4 separate regions of the Mus musculus genome follow, and regions 1, 2 and 4 are each linked to region 3. The links are chromatin contacts, called in public promoter capture Hi-C maps. All regions are on one chromosome and are shown on one strand. Each heading gives the region's core, a stretch centred on a gene start, on an enhancer-like site or on the middle of the called end of the contact. The rest is flanking DNA. Distances are from core to core; before and after follow the strand shown.

Region 1 (3,177 bases), core at 528-3,027, 830 kb after region 3:
AGGAGACAGGCAGACCCTAAGAGCTTGCCGGTTGAAGTGGCAATGCCAGGTTCAATGAGAGACCAGGCCTCAAAAAATAATATGGGTAATGATAGAAGAAAATATCTCAAATTTACCTCTGGCTTCTGTACACATCCACATGTATGTGCAGACACACCTGCATACATTCATATGCATCACATACACACACACTTAAGAAAATGGATAGAATTGTTCCCATTATGTTGTTTCACCCCATCATAGGGGTGCTCAGATTTAAAGTGCATCTCTGTGTTAACACTTTGTAAAAAGAAGGAGGAGGAGGAGAAGGAAAAGAAGAAAAGAAAAGAAAGAGACAAATGGAGAAAATGAATAGGAAAACCATTGAGTAGTAATGAGGTGTATGATGGGTGCGGGTGTTTGCCACCAAGCCGGACAACCGGAGGAACGCTGACTCCTGGGGAAGGAAGGGGAAAAAGAAGGAATAAGGAAAGCGGGGAGGAGATGGAGGAAAATAACTGATAACAGGTAACAGCTTGAGCCCAGAAACAAATATACAAGGTCTTTCCTCTTGTCTTCCCTCTACTGAGTCTGTGATGAGATCCATCAGGAAGTCTCCGGAGCAGAGCGCTGTGGCCGCCTGGGGGCAGTGCAGTCTCGCGGATAGGTTTTGCAGCCGCCGAGTTTGAGGCCCATTTCAGAGTTGGTTCTGCCCAGTAGTTTCCTTTCCTTTCTCTTCAGGTCCTCGTCTGAGTTCATCCTTATTTCAGGTTCCCACTGAATTGGTTAGGGAGGAACGGGGATCTGGGGCCTGGGGTGACACTCATTCACATAACACACCCACTTGTGTACATCCCGGAAATGTCCAGGTTCCAATTTCCACGAGGCAGAGTTAAATAAGACTGGAGGCATCTTTGAGCCAACAAACATCTGATTTAAAGAGCACAGGCTGGTCTTAAATACTGTTAACAAGTGCAGGTTGTGGAGACGTCCCATTTTCTTAGTTCTTTCTTAGCTCCTGGCTCTCCATGAACGATGGATGGAAGAAATACCCCCTCCCCGCTTTTAGGAGCTTTTAGCTATTTAGGAAAAGACATCGATTGCTCAACCGGTGCCTGCTGTCCTTGGTGCGTTGCTCCCAGTGGTTATATCAGGCCTCTACTCTAGGTTGGCGTCTTTGCCTGATGAATGCCTGGGGCGGAGGCTGGGAATCAGCAGTGTCTGTGCCCGCCCCTCTGAGCACACAGGCGCCCCATTCAAAACAATGTGGCCCTAGGCATCAGTGAAAGGGCTGCAGTCAGACTTGGCCTCACAAGGACTCACCTCTCTTTATCACCATCTCAAGCCCCGCTCAGGAAGCTCTCTCTTCGCTAACCTCAAGAGTCCCTTTTCCCTCAGTCAAAATCAGCTTCCAGCTCTAACACCCTGGGGTGATTTTTTTTAAAAATCTGTTGATTGATCCCGTGCCCTGTTTCTGGGATGGTTGCTTGCTGTCCTCTGAGCATAGGGAGTACTCTAAGCTTCCATACCCTTTTCTCACATGGTCACCTCATCTGAAATACATTTTCTGTCTCTCTGCCTGATGAATTCTTTATCTATCTTTATGTCCTAAATGAAACGTCCTAGAGCCGAGCACAGTGGTACGTACCTGTAGCTCTAGCAACTGGGAGACAGAGGAAGAAAGATCAGAAGTTCAAGGCCAGCCTGGACTCACCCCACCTCCTCCCCCAGTCTCTCCCATAGTTTCCCCCGACTCTTTCCTTCCCCTTGGAGTTCATACACAACCTTGTGGTTCCTTCCCCATTTTCACGTAGCCGGGCTTTAGCTGTGTTTTCCTGTTAGATGGTGAACTCAGTGTGGGCTTTAAACACTCAGCCAAGAGGCCGTGCTGAGGTTGCTTTGCCTCATTATCTTAAGGCTATCTCGTTAGCGGTAGCTCAGCCTAACACTGAGCACATAGGAGCCCGGTGTTCAACCCTGCTGGATATGATCAAAGCTGGAAGACATCAGGCAAAATGTGGTTATTCTTTTATTTTCACTTTCTATTTCCACTTCCCAGGAGATTTAGGTAACTGCTCCCAATTTCCTCTCTTATCATTTATAGTCCTCCTGGCCATCTGCATCCCATTACGATTTCATCTGGCTGTCTAGGGCCAACTTTCCTAGGCCTGGCTGCCTGCTCATTTGTGACTTTTATCAACCTGCTGCTCTGTGGGTGATGTTGTAGGCACTGGGTAGGCAGCAGCAAAGGACACTTTCCTAGCACTTAGACTGCAGGGGGAACAGGAGACCAAGATAGGTAAACAAAGGGGATTTCAATGACTAGGGATTCTAGGAAGGAAAGGGGGTCACGTGGTACAAAGAACAATAGAATCTCAGAGGGAAGAGTCCAGCCATGGGGGTATGTGCTAAGAAAGCCTTTCATGCAGAGGGTGAGCAGCCACACTGGTCCTGAACAGGAACAAGTGATGGAAAAGTTGTGAAGCATGCAGCTACATAAGGAGAGGGCTTGCACATTTTCCTTAGCTTGCTGGCATCCCTTCAGAGAGCCCTTAGTGGCTTTGATCCCTTCTGGGAAGTGACCAGTTCCCCCTAGCCTTCACCTCCTCACCACTCCATCCAATTTCCTCTCAGTGAATCTTGTTGATCATCTGACACATACCTGATCCCTTCATCTGATCTTGGTGACTGGAGTGCCAACTTATGGGGTTGAATCTTCCTTTGTGTGGTCTCTTATTAAGATAAGACCTCCTTCCTTGATTTCTTCAAGAAGTTCTGGGTTCTGCTCTCTTTAGGAAAGAGCCAAAGATTCAGATGGACATCCAACTGTAGCATGGGTTGGGGGACCTAGTCCCCTGTTTTGACACTCACAGGCGACTGAGCCTGGGCTCCACCTCTGTGAATCCCAGACTTATCTTCCCACATGGATTCTTTTTTTTTTTTTTTTTTTTTTTTTTTTTTTAAAGATTTATTTATTTATTATATGTAAGTACACTGTAGCTGTCTTCAGACACTCCAGAAGAGGGAGTCAGATCTTGTTACGGATGGTTGTGAGCCACCATGTGGTTGCTGGGATTTGAACTCTGGACCTTCGGAAGAGCAGTCGGGTGCTCTAACCCACTGAGCCATCTCACCAGCCCCCCCACATGGATTCTTATTATTCTCTATTCTACATTGTTGTCCAGTGGGCTCTTATGC
Region 2 (2,829 bases), core at 42-2,541, 560 kb after region 3:
TTGCCTGGTATGTGCAAGTGCCTGGGTTCAATTTCCAGTACTGCAAAAAGAAAACCAAAAAGAAATAAAATCCTGTTTACCATATTGCTAAGAAAGGATTCTTAAAATTCAAACTTCATTTCTTGTTTCAGAGAAAAAGTACAAGAATTCTAAATCCCATGTTTAAACTTTGAGAGGCAGAAAAAGGCGTGCAGGGCAAATGACAGGCAGGGGTTGTCTTGAGTTGGAGGGTATACTCCACAACACCTGCAGGGCTGCTTGCCTTACCCTGCAAGTCTACTGAATATCCTGAACTCAAAATGGGTTACATTGCCTGGTATACTAGAAACCCCAGCATTCGGGACGTAGAAAGACGAGGCTGTCGAGGGCGGTATGAGCTATGGGATCCTATCTCAAAGGGGGGCGTGGGGCACTGCTGAGATAGCACAGAAAGCTCTTGCTGCTCTTCTGGGGGGCCAGGGGTCAACTGCCAGCAGCTGCACTGGGTGGCCGGGACACCTGCGAGTTAAACATGATGCGCATACACTAATGCAGCCACACACACACCCAAATACAAATAAATAAATCATATATTGGGTGATACATAAATTCTGCCTTGGTAAAGTTGTTAAGCTATGGGGAAATTATTTAAATTATGCCATTACTAGTAAGTAGACAGAGGCTAAGTGAATAAAAGACTGTTTTCTACATTTCTGATTTTGCTTACCAAGTATGGCTTCTGGGTAACCAATTTTCTTTGCCAACTTTTTCGATGCAGAACTTCTGTGGTCCATTACTCCCTAGAACATAATGAAAGTACAAAGCTTGTTGGCTCAGAAATTCTTTATGCTTCCCAGTTCAACAGCAGTATTGCCATTCAGAATCACGGATGCCCAGGCCCTCTCCCAATCCTACTGCAGTAACAACTCTAGGAACAGAGGCCACTCTACACATTTTAACAAGCTTCCAGGCACTTCCGACAAGTGATGAAATTCGAGAACCATTTTGTTAATATATACCAAGAGGAAAACCTGCAGCTTATTTATCATTCCTTAGCTAGAATAGCACAATCACGTATTTAATAACAGCTTACATAAAAATACATAAATATCCAACTGTCAAAACTTTACCCCATGAATTCAACAGGAAGGCCTGTGCTCACAGACCTTGTACAACTGAGCTTCAGATGGGCGCTCACCTCTCCACAAAGCTTGTCTCCTACCTCTTGTTAGATACAGCTGTGCTGCTCAGCAGCACCAAGTACTGCTTCAGTAACCAGACACTATAGCTCCCCGGGGAGCACTCACTGGTGATTAAAGTGACTGGTAGTGCTGCTGGCTTTTTTGAACTAGATGGTCAGGACACTAAACGTTCTAAGTATATAGGACAGCCATGCACAAAAAGTTCTTGTGTTCTACTGACGAAATCCAGAATAACAGAGATTAGTAGTTCTTTGTGTCTGTAACAATGAGTCCTGTTCACTGGCAGTGATATATCCCAGTAAGATAAGGGAACAGCAATGGTTATCACAAAAAAGGACTGTAAGAAAATGTTCTGGACAGAGGAGACGGTCACTCACTTTGCATGCTTCCTTCCATTCACTACAGTATCTCTAACGACAGAGACAAGCAGGTAACAGCTCCACTAACATGGAACAGAGAAGATTTTGAAATTCAGTAGAATCCCATGTGTCGGGCTGGTGAGATGGCTCAGTGGGTAAGAGCACCCGACTACTTTTCTGAAGGTCCGAAGTTCAAATCCCAGCAACCACATGGTGGCTCACAACCACCCGTAATGAGATCTGACTCCCTCTTCTGGAGTGTCTGAAGACAGCTACAGTGTACTTACATATAATAAATAAATAAATCTTTAAAAAAAAAAAAGAATCCCATGTGTCATAATGGCCACTGCCATGACTGCTTTTTCAAATTAGATGAAACAGTAATACATCCAACTTGAAGCCTGAGGCCTGTAATCTCAGTTCGTGGGAAGTACTGTACGCAGACCAGGTCAAAGCCAGCCTCTCCTGCAGCTGAGGCAGCCCCAGTTATCTGTCTTAGAAAATAAGTGAAGAGGAAGAAATAGAAAAAAATGTAACATACTTAAATTACTTTTAAAAAAATATATTAGATTCACGGAGAATTTTTTTTTATTGTTGTTGTTTTGTTTTGTTTTTTTCGAGACAGGGTTTCTCTGTGTAGCCCAGGCTGTCCTGGAACTCACTCTGTAGACCAGGCTGGCCTCGAACTCAGAGGCCTCTGCCTCCCAAGTGCTGGGATTAAAGGCGTGCACCACCACTGCCCGGCCTCATGGAGAAATTTTATGCAAGAAAAATACAATAATAATAATAATGCAGGCATAGGGTGTTTGTATGTGTGTACTTGTGTGAATAATAATAATAATACATGGTATATGTGTATATGCACTTGCATGCATGCCACGGTGCACAACTGGAGGTCAGAACTTTGTAGAGTGGTTCTTTCCTTCTACGTAAATGTGAGTTCCTGGAAATTAATTCAAATTATCAGGCTTGTAAAATGTCTTTATCAGTTGAGACATCTGATTAGCCCTAAGAAGATAAAACAAATACACACACACACACACACACACACACACACACACACACACACATATTTAATTTTTTATATTATTTTAGATATATGGGTGTGTTGTCAGAATTAGCCTTGTGTACCGAGTGAGTCTGAAGCCAGTCTAGGGTACATGAGACCCTGTCTTATAAAATAGGGGGAAAAAATGTACTGAGGTATGAACTAAAACATCACCTTTAAGTCCATAAAATCCAGGTCAATCATGGCTGTTTAAAACAGGTGCACCTGCTGTTGTGTCTGA
Region 3 (3,302 bases), core at 144-2,643:
ACACATTTTTCACATATAAACACAAATTAGCAGAAAATTTCAGAGAATTTATGATCCCTTGAGTCCCTTGCCCAGTTAAAAACTGCTGTTCTGGCAGATTCTTCTAAACAGCCTGTCTACTTAACAAACACACTTCTCTCGGGATAATTCAGGCAATCACCAATTTCCTCCAGCAACGTTAACACTGGTTCAACATTATTTTTTTTTTTTTTTTTTAGAATTGCAGGCTTCTAGGCTGGGAGACAGCAACAAAATTAGTACAACTGTCCCGGACCTTATACGACATAATGTCCTGGCTTAAACATGAAACAGACTAGAGTCAAACCACTAGCTCTGTGACCTTGAGCGAATTGCTTAAGCTCTCAGGGTCTCTATCCTCATCTGTAAAATGGGGACAGGTGCTACAACAAGCTCACAGGATACATGCTGGGGTTAAATAAGCTAATTCCTATCAAACATAGCGCCAAGTCTGGCCCATAGTGCACGGTTGTTATTATGCATGTATCCATGCAGGCATTATGCATGCATCCATCCAATCCCCTCTTGGAGCTCCTACTTGCACATGCCAGTGATGAGCAGCTCACCGCCTCCTGGGCTGGCTGAGCACCTCCAATTGTTAAAAACTTCCTGCCTTGGGCCGAAATGTGCCTTCTTGTAATCCCCCACCCCCCACGGTCCGTTGGCCTCAGCTCTGCCCGGTGGGGCCACGCTGATCTCGCCTATCCCGACGGCCCTTCAGCTACCAAGACCGCGATCCGGTCCTTCCTCGCCCTCTTCCCTCCCCCTTCTCCAGCTCCAACATCCTCGGCTTCTCCTCCAGCCCACAACACACTGGCTGCGCTTACTATTTACTCCGAGGCGTACGGTTTCCCTCACACACAGCCTTGCAGGCCACACGCCCCACCGTCACCGCGGCCACCTCGACCCTCCGCTCCGCCCCCGCCCGCTGCCTCTGTCCGCGGTGCTGAACGGAGCCCGGCCCGCGGGCCCCGCCCGGCCCTCGCGCTGACCCGGCGCCAGGCACCCCGAACCAGGCCCGGTCGGTGCCGCCCCCTGCCCAGCCCCGGCCCCGGCCTCGACCCCGCGCGCCTGCCCACCTGCCCAGCGAAGGGCGCGTCCGCCCCGGCCGGCTTCCCGGCCCCCGCCGCCGCCGCGAGGCAGCAGAGCGCGGGCAGCAGCGGCAGCAGCCGCCCCGGGGCCCGCCAGCCGCTCCAGCGCGAGGCCTGGCCCGGCGCAGCGCGGCCGCCCCGGCTCCTCGGCATCCCGGCGGCGGGGGCCCGGCCGCCCGGCTGCGATGGCGGCGGCGGCGGCGGCGGCTCCGGCCGGGTCCTCCCGCTGCAGCCGCTGCGGAGCCGCCGAGTCACGGCGCCGCGGACGCGCGCCTGGCCCGCCTGCCGCCGCCGCCTCGGCCGCCGCGCGCCCCCGCCTCCGCGCGCCCCGCCCCGGCGAGGGGCGGCCGGGGGCGCGGGGGCAGCGCCCGAACGGGACCTGCGGGAGGCGGCAGCGGCGGGGCTGCGGGAGGCGCTCGCTCCAGGCCCCGGGTGCAAAGAGGGCAACCCTGAGGGAGGGTGAAGAGGCCAGATAAATAATTCTGGCCCTAGGGCGGCTGGCCGGGCCCCGGGTCTGTAACCCCAGGCTAGCCCTGGGGGAGAAGGGCTGAGGCTTAACACTGGAGAAAAGGGGTCTGGGGAGACCGCCGGGTTTGGAAGAAAACGAGCTCAAAAATGCTTGACATCGGAGAAAGGGTTTCGGGGGCTTAAGAGGGGTGGTGCTGAGAACCAAGAAGAGCAAACCTGGGCAGTGCTTCACTGGGGTCGGGAGACCCCTCTGGGAAGTTCGCTCCTTTACCCCTCAGAGGGAGAGGGATCACCCACCCCCTGAATGTCCCACATTTGTGGAACACCTTCTATGGAACACCAGCAGTGCCCTGGGCTTCTGGGGCTACTAAAGTGAAAAGGGAGGCTCCTGGGCCAAGGTGTAGAAGGTTACACCTAGTGAGAAACCGTAAGCACTGAGACAAACAGGATACCAAGTATCAGAAAGGATTCCAGGGGTCCCGGCTTAGGGAGGCCGGAGGTAGGTATGTAGGAGACAGTGGGGCTCTACCAATGCTCTGGAGGAAAGGCTGGAATTAAACAAGGGGGAGGGTCGGGGCAGTGTGTGTGTGTGTGTGTGGTGTCTGTGGGTCCCTATGGGGTGACTACAGAGATCTACAGAGATAATGTGTACGTTGTGGTTGTTTGGTAGTTTGGAGGTGTGGAACAGGGACATACACAGACCTGTGTGCAAGCACTGGCTCATCTCCGTTTTATAAAATGTTGCCCTCACTACTCCTGTGTACCGTCGTGCCTCAGAATTTAATAAGTGTTCCGTGTTAGTCCTCTCCCAAGGCAGAGCATGATGAGAGCCTCCATAAAAGGACACACAGATCCCAACACCAGCTACTAGTTATTGAATGCCTACTACATCCCAGGCATCGGGCTAAGCCCGTCACTGAATTATTCCTCCCGAAGTCCTGTGAGAAGCTCCGTGAAAACAGGTTGTTATCGTAAACCACTTTAGGATAAAGAGGAGGCTCTGGATAAGTTTGCCAAACATACATGATTCATAAGGGTGCAGCTGGAGTGCTCTGGCCTCAAAGCACATCTTGTCTGCTAGGATGGTAAAGGATGAGGTGACAAAGGACATGAAAGGAGGTGATGGGCAGTGCAGAAGGTGGACTATGGCATTTTCACAGATCTGGAGTCCTCCTGGCGAGGACTAGCCTGGGGGAGGTGGCAAGGAGCTAGGAGTTAGACCTCTGGAAACTGGGAGCTACTGCACGGTCTTAGAGATGGGTGGGCACAGGGATGAGTAGAGAAGAAAAGATAAAGTGTGGCAGGCGCCCAAAGAGCAGAGTAGGAAAAGAGCAAAGGGCCAAGGGCCCCATCTGGACACAGCCAAAGGAAGAGCCTAGCGAAGCAGACAAAAGACTGAATGAAGCAGGGCTGGTTGGGCTGGAGGGATGGCTCTGTGGATAAAGAGTTTTCCATACAAGCTTGAGTCCTGAGTTCAGATCCATCCTAAAAGTCAGTGGTGTGTCTGTGATCTGAGCACTGGTGGTGTGGGGAGACAGAGAAAGATCCCAGGGTCCCATAGGTCACTCAGTCTAGCTAAAATGGTGAGCGCTACAAGGGACCCTGTCTCAAAAGAGTATATGAATAAAATGGAGACTGGGGGTGACAGGTTGATGTTGTCCTCTGACAGCCAAGGTACCCACATGAGCAAGTGCAGCTTCCCCCCCAACCCCCACATACACACTA
Region 4 (3,207 bases), core at 574-3,073, 680 kb after region 3:
TCCCTGGAAAATGCTGAGATAGAGGAAATTTTTTGAACATAGGCTTCCTAGCAGATGAGCCAAGAAAGACCTGATGAGTTCCAGGGTGGGGTGGGGCGATAGAAACTGGAACCTCGGGGCAGAGGGAGCTGGGGAAGGAGTGACTGGGGAGCAAGGAGCGGGATGGATGGGACGGGCGGGGGTGGGGTGGGGGGGTGGCAGAGGTTCCCTGCAGGGTTTGTTCTTGGGCTAGGGTATTTCGGACCTGAACTCTGAATGAAATTGCTAGGAAAATGAGGAGACCAGGGCTGATGAGATGGCTCATGAGGAGAAAGCGATTGCTCTGCAAGTCTGACAACCTAAGTTTGATCCCTGAAACTTAAGATGGAAGGAGAGAAATGTTTGTTGTTGTTTGTTTGCTTTTGTTGTTTTTTTTTTTGTTGTTTTGTTTTGGTTTTGGTTTTTTTGAGACAGGGTTTCTCTGTATAGCCCTGGCTGTCCTGGAACTCACTTTGTAGACCAGGCTGGCCTCGAACTCAGAAATCCACCTGCCTCTGCCTCCCAAGTGCTAGGATTAAAGGTGTGTGCCACCACCACCCGGCGTCTCTGTACTTGTAACACATGGTCTGAATGCCTCTTCTGATGTTGATGCTATTCTGAAAGTGTTGGGAGGTTGTCAGGAGGTTAATCATATCAGGAAACTAAAGCCAGCATTGTGGGAGTGGGTTGATCATCAGAAGCAAGAGCAAGACCAGCCCCCACCAACAGCCCCAGCATACACACACACACACACACACCCTGTTCCTTTTTTTCCATGCATCTGAGTCATGATGCAGCAAGAAGGCCCTCAGCAGAGAGCTCAAGGACTTTGAGCCAATTAAACTTCTTTATACGTGTTATAGCAGCAGAAAATGGACTCAGCCCCTAGCTGTGTGGCTCTTTCCTTGAGCAGCTTGACATGGGAGCTGACTCTCCCCATAGCCAGTGGCTCAAGAGAGCAAGATAGAACTTCTCATGGCTTCTCTGACCTGAGGTTGGGCTCTCACTTCTGCAATCCTTCAGTGGTTACAGAGGCCAGTCGCATTCGTGAGAAGGAACTGCCTACAACAGGGAATAGATACCCTGTGGGAGGAACCCCCCCCCTCCCCCCTCCTCCCCCCTTCCCCAGAAAACTGTCCACGTAAGGGCATAGACACCCTGAGGTAAAGATCACTGAGGGCCATCTCGGAGCCACCAAAGCAATAAACTAATTTATCCAAGGTCACGCCCATAGGAAGTGTTATCCCTGAGCTTTGTGAGTTTGTGTGCAAGTATGTGTGATATGTGAATGCACACACGTCTGGGGATGTGCCTGCTCACACTGGTGTAAGTTGAAGTCACGGCTTGACAATGGGTGTCTTCCTTATTGCTTCCACACCTGATTTTTTGAGACAAGGTCTCTCATTGAAACTGCAGCTGAATGGTTTGACTAGATTGACCTGCTAGAAAGCCCCACCCACAGGATCACCTCTATCTACTCACTCCCACACTGGGACTACAGAAGCTTACTGCCACACCTGGATGTTATGGGTTCTGGAGATTTGAACTCTGGAACGTGTGCTTGTATAGCAAGTATTTTATCTATGGGCTATTTTTCCAGACTCTAGAGGCAGGCTTTGAACTCTGGCAATTACTGCATTACAGACTTGACAGTCAGACAGGCAAGAGTCTGTCCTGGAGACACGCATGCTTCAGATTCCAGGGGTCAGGTGACCAGACACTATCTTATGTGTCAGATGGACACTCGTCAGAGATGTGGACTTGAGTGTGCTCATAAAAGGCTATGCACACATCGCTTCTCGGTGTGGACTCGGCGTGTCAAAGGGAACCCGGATTTTAGCTCCAGCTCTGTGGTTGTTAGTAATATGGGACCTCAGACAGCTTTCGGCCCCTTAGGGATCCTTTGTTTTCTCCCCCATGTGCCAGAATAGTTCAATTCCATGGACTCTGAGGTCCTCTAGCAGGGAGACTGGGGGATTTCATGCATAGAGCTGTTCATGGGGAATGCTCAGGGGGTTCCCTTCCTACATTCCCTGACTCTCTTGAGCCACCCTTTCCAAAGTGCTTTAAGAATTGTCTCTGATTGATGGATACTTAAGTTGTCTTCAAGTGAAGTGGACCCTTCAGGTGTGAGGGGCACCCTTCTTAACACGCACCAGATCAGGCCAGGCGGCTCAGCCCAGCTTCACCCGCAGCTGGCTGGTACCATTGTTTCCCCATAAAGCCGGGCTACTTTCCAATTGCTGATGCCCTCTGGCCAGGGGTGAGGCTCAAAGGACTTAGTTGTGTAGCTTCCTCCCTCCCCTAGGGCAGGCCTGGGTCACCCAACAGGCTGACTCAGCCCCTGCAGAGGAACAAAGACGATAGAGATGGTTAATGGAAAGAATTTGACATTTACTACCGCCCGAAAGAAACTTCAAATAATTACCATGAGGACTATCCCCACACTTATTCTGCAGTCCACTGACATCTTACAAACGTTGGGATGTAGGCACTGTTCTCAATTCCAGTACTTAGGGACCCATATTATTATTTTAAAAGATTTGTTTTTCACATGTGTGTGTGTGTGTTGATGTGGGTGCACTCACTCATGCATGTGTGTGGAGGCCAGAGGTCAAAGTTCAGCGTCATCCTCTGTCCTTCTCCAGCTTATTTTTGGGGAGAAATTGCTCACTGAACCTAGCATGAGATTGGCTGGCAGCTGATTCCCCGGGGATGTGCCCGTCGTTATGCAACTGTGCTGGCATTATTGATGATCATACCATGCTTTGTTGTAAGTACCAGCCCGGGTCCTCAGGCTGACACAGCGAGCGCTTTACCTACTGTGCCACCGCCCCAACCCTAAAAATCCTTTACTTTACAAAGTTTCTCCTCAGTATTAAACCCTGTAGGAATTATGAAGAGGAGGCTCCACCCACTTCTAAGATGATGAAAAGACAGAGCAAAAAGAAGTGCAATTCCATCTCTGCCCAACTGGTGGTACAGTACTCTCCATGCATGTAACTCCTTCAGTCCTTGCCACCATTTCTCAGACCACTGCCAGGAAATCTTCCCCTCACAGATGAAAAAATGTCCATGAGGTGATGCAGTCTGTCCAGGATCACACAGCCAGTCGGTGTCAGAGTCTGTGGAGAAAAAGTGAAATTCCTCTTTTGGTCCCTTTTCCAATCCTTGCTGCAGAGTAACCTG

What was found. Promoter capture Hi-C pulls out the DNA fragments that hold promoters and counts their contacts.
Region 1: a contact with region 3 is called in a promoter capture Hi-C map of the HPC-7 cell line, with 5 times the contacts expected there. The contact joins the enhancer-like site here to the promoter of Mmp24 in region 3. A contact is called at or near these places in 6 of 39 promoter capture datasets (the HPC-7 cell line, HPC-7-derived erythroid cells, hematopoietic stem and progenitor cells and 3 more) and 1 of 484 Hi-C or Micro-C datasets (cortical neurons).
Region 2: a contact with region 3 is called in a promoter capture Hi-C map of pre-B cells, with 2.1 times the contacts expected there. The contact joins the enhancer-like site here to the promoter of Mmp24 in region 3. A contact is called at or near these places in 8 of 39 promoter capture datasets (the 3T3-L1 cell line, 3T3-L1-derived adipocytes, the HPC-7 cell line and 5 more), 5 of 484 Hi-C or Micro-C datasets (cerebral cortex, cortical neurons and ventral hippocampal neurons), 1 of 115 datasets of contacts at active chromatin or transcription factors (craniofacial prominence) and 1 of 9 other capture datasets (embryonic stem cells).
Region 4: a promoter capture Hi-C map of pre-B cells shows a contact between it and region 3, with 5 times the contacts expected there. The contact joins the promoter of 2310005A03Rik here to the promoter of Mmp24 in region 3. A contact is called at or near these places in 6 of 39 promoter capture datasets (the 3T3-L1 cell line, embryonic stem cells, fetal liver and 3 more) and 1 of 9 other capture datasets (embryonic stem cells).

What each region holds. Positions count from the first base shown.
Region 1 is chr2:154,940,746-154,943,922 of GRCm38.p6, reverse strand. No RefSeq gene overlaps it. Among named protein-coding and RNA genes, the nearest start is that of Eif2s2, 49 kb to the right of the region's middle. Within about 2 kb of position 1,777, at least 29 of the 459 cell types and tissues checked have an H3K27ac peak or open chromatin away from gene starts, as enhancers often do. A contact at or near this core is called in the HPC-7 cell line, where this site is marked.
Region 2 is chr2:155,218,158-155,220,986 of GRCm38.p6, reverse strand. It overlaps Itch (itchy, E3 ubiquitin protein ligase), which reads right to left. Exons shown (of 25, transcript NM_008395.3): 24 at 707-779. Among named protein-coding and RNA genes, the nearest start is that of Gm52565, 17 kb to the left of the region's middle. Within about 2 kb of position 1,291, at least 6 of the 459 cell types and tissues checked have an H3K27ac peak or open chromatin away from gene starts, as enhancers often do. A contact at or near this core is called in pre-B cells, where this site is marked.
Region 3 is chr2:155,773,433-155,776,734 of GRCm38.p6, reverse strand. Mmp24 (matrix metallopeptidase 24) reads right to left here and starts at 1,393. Exons shown (of 9, transcript NM_010808.4): 1 at 1,098-1,393. The coding sequence starts at 1,262.
Region 4 is chr2:155,098,695-155,101,901 of GRCm38.p6, reverse strand. It overlaps 2310005A03Rik (RIKEN cDNA 2310005A03 gene), which reads left to right and starts at 1,823. Exons shown (of 3, transcript NR_040634.1): 1 at 1,823-1,874; 2 at 2,667-2,791; 3 at 2,895-3,207. It overlaps Gm45609 (a long non-coding RNA gene), which reads right to left. Exons shown (of 3, transcript XR_001783519.2): 3 at 2,392-3,143.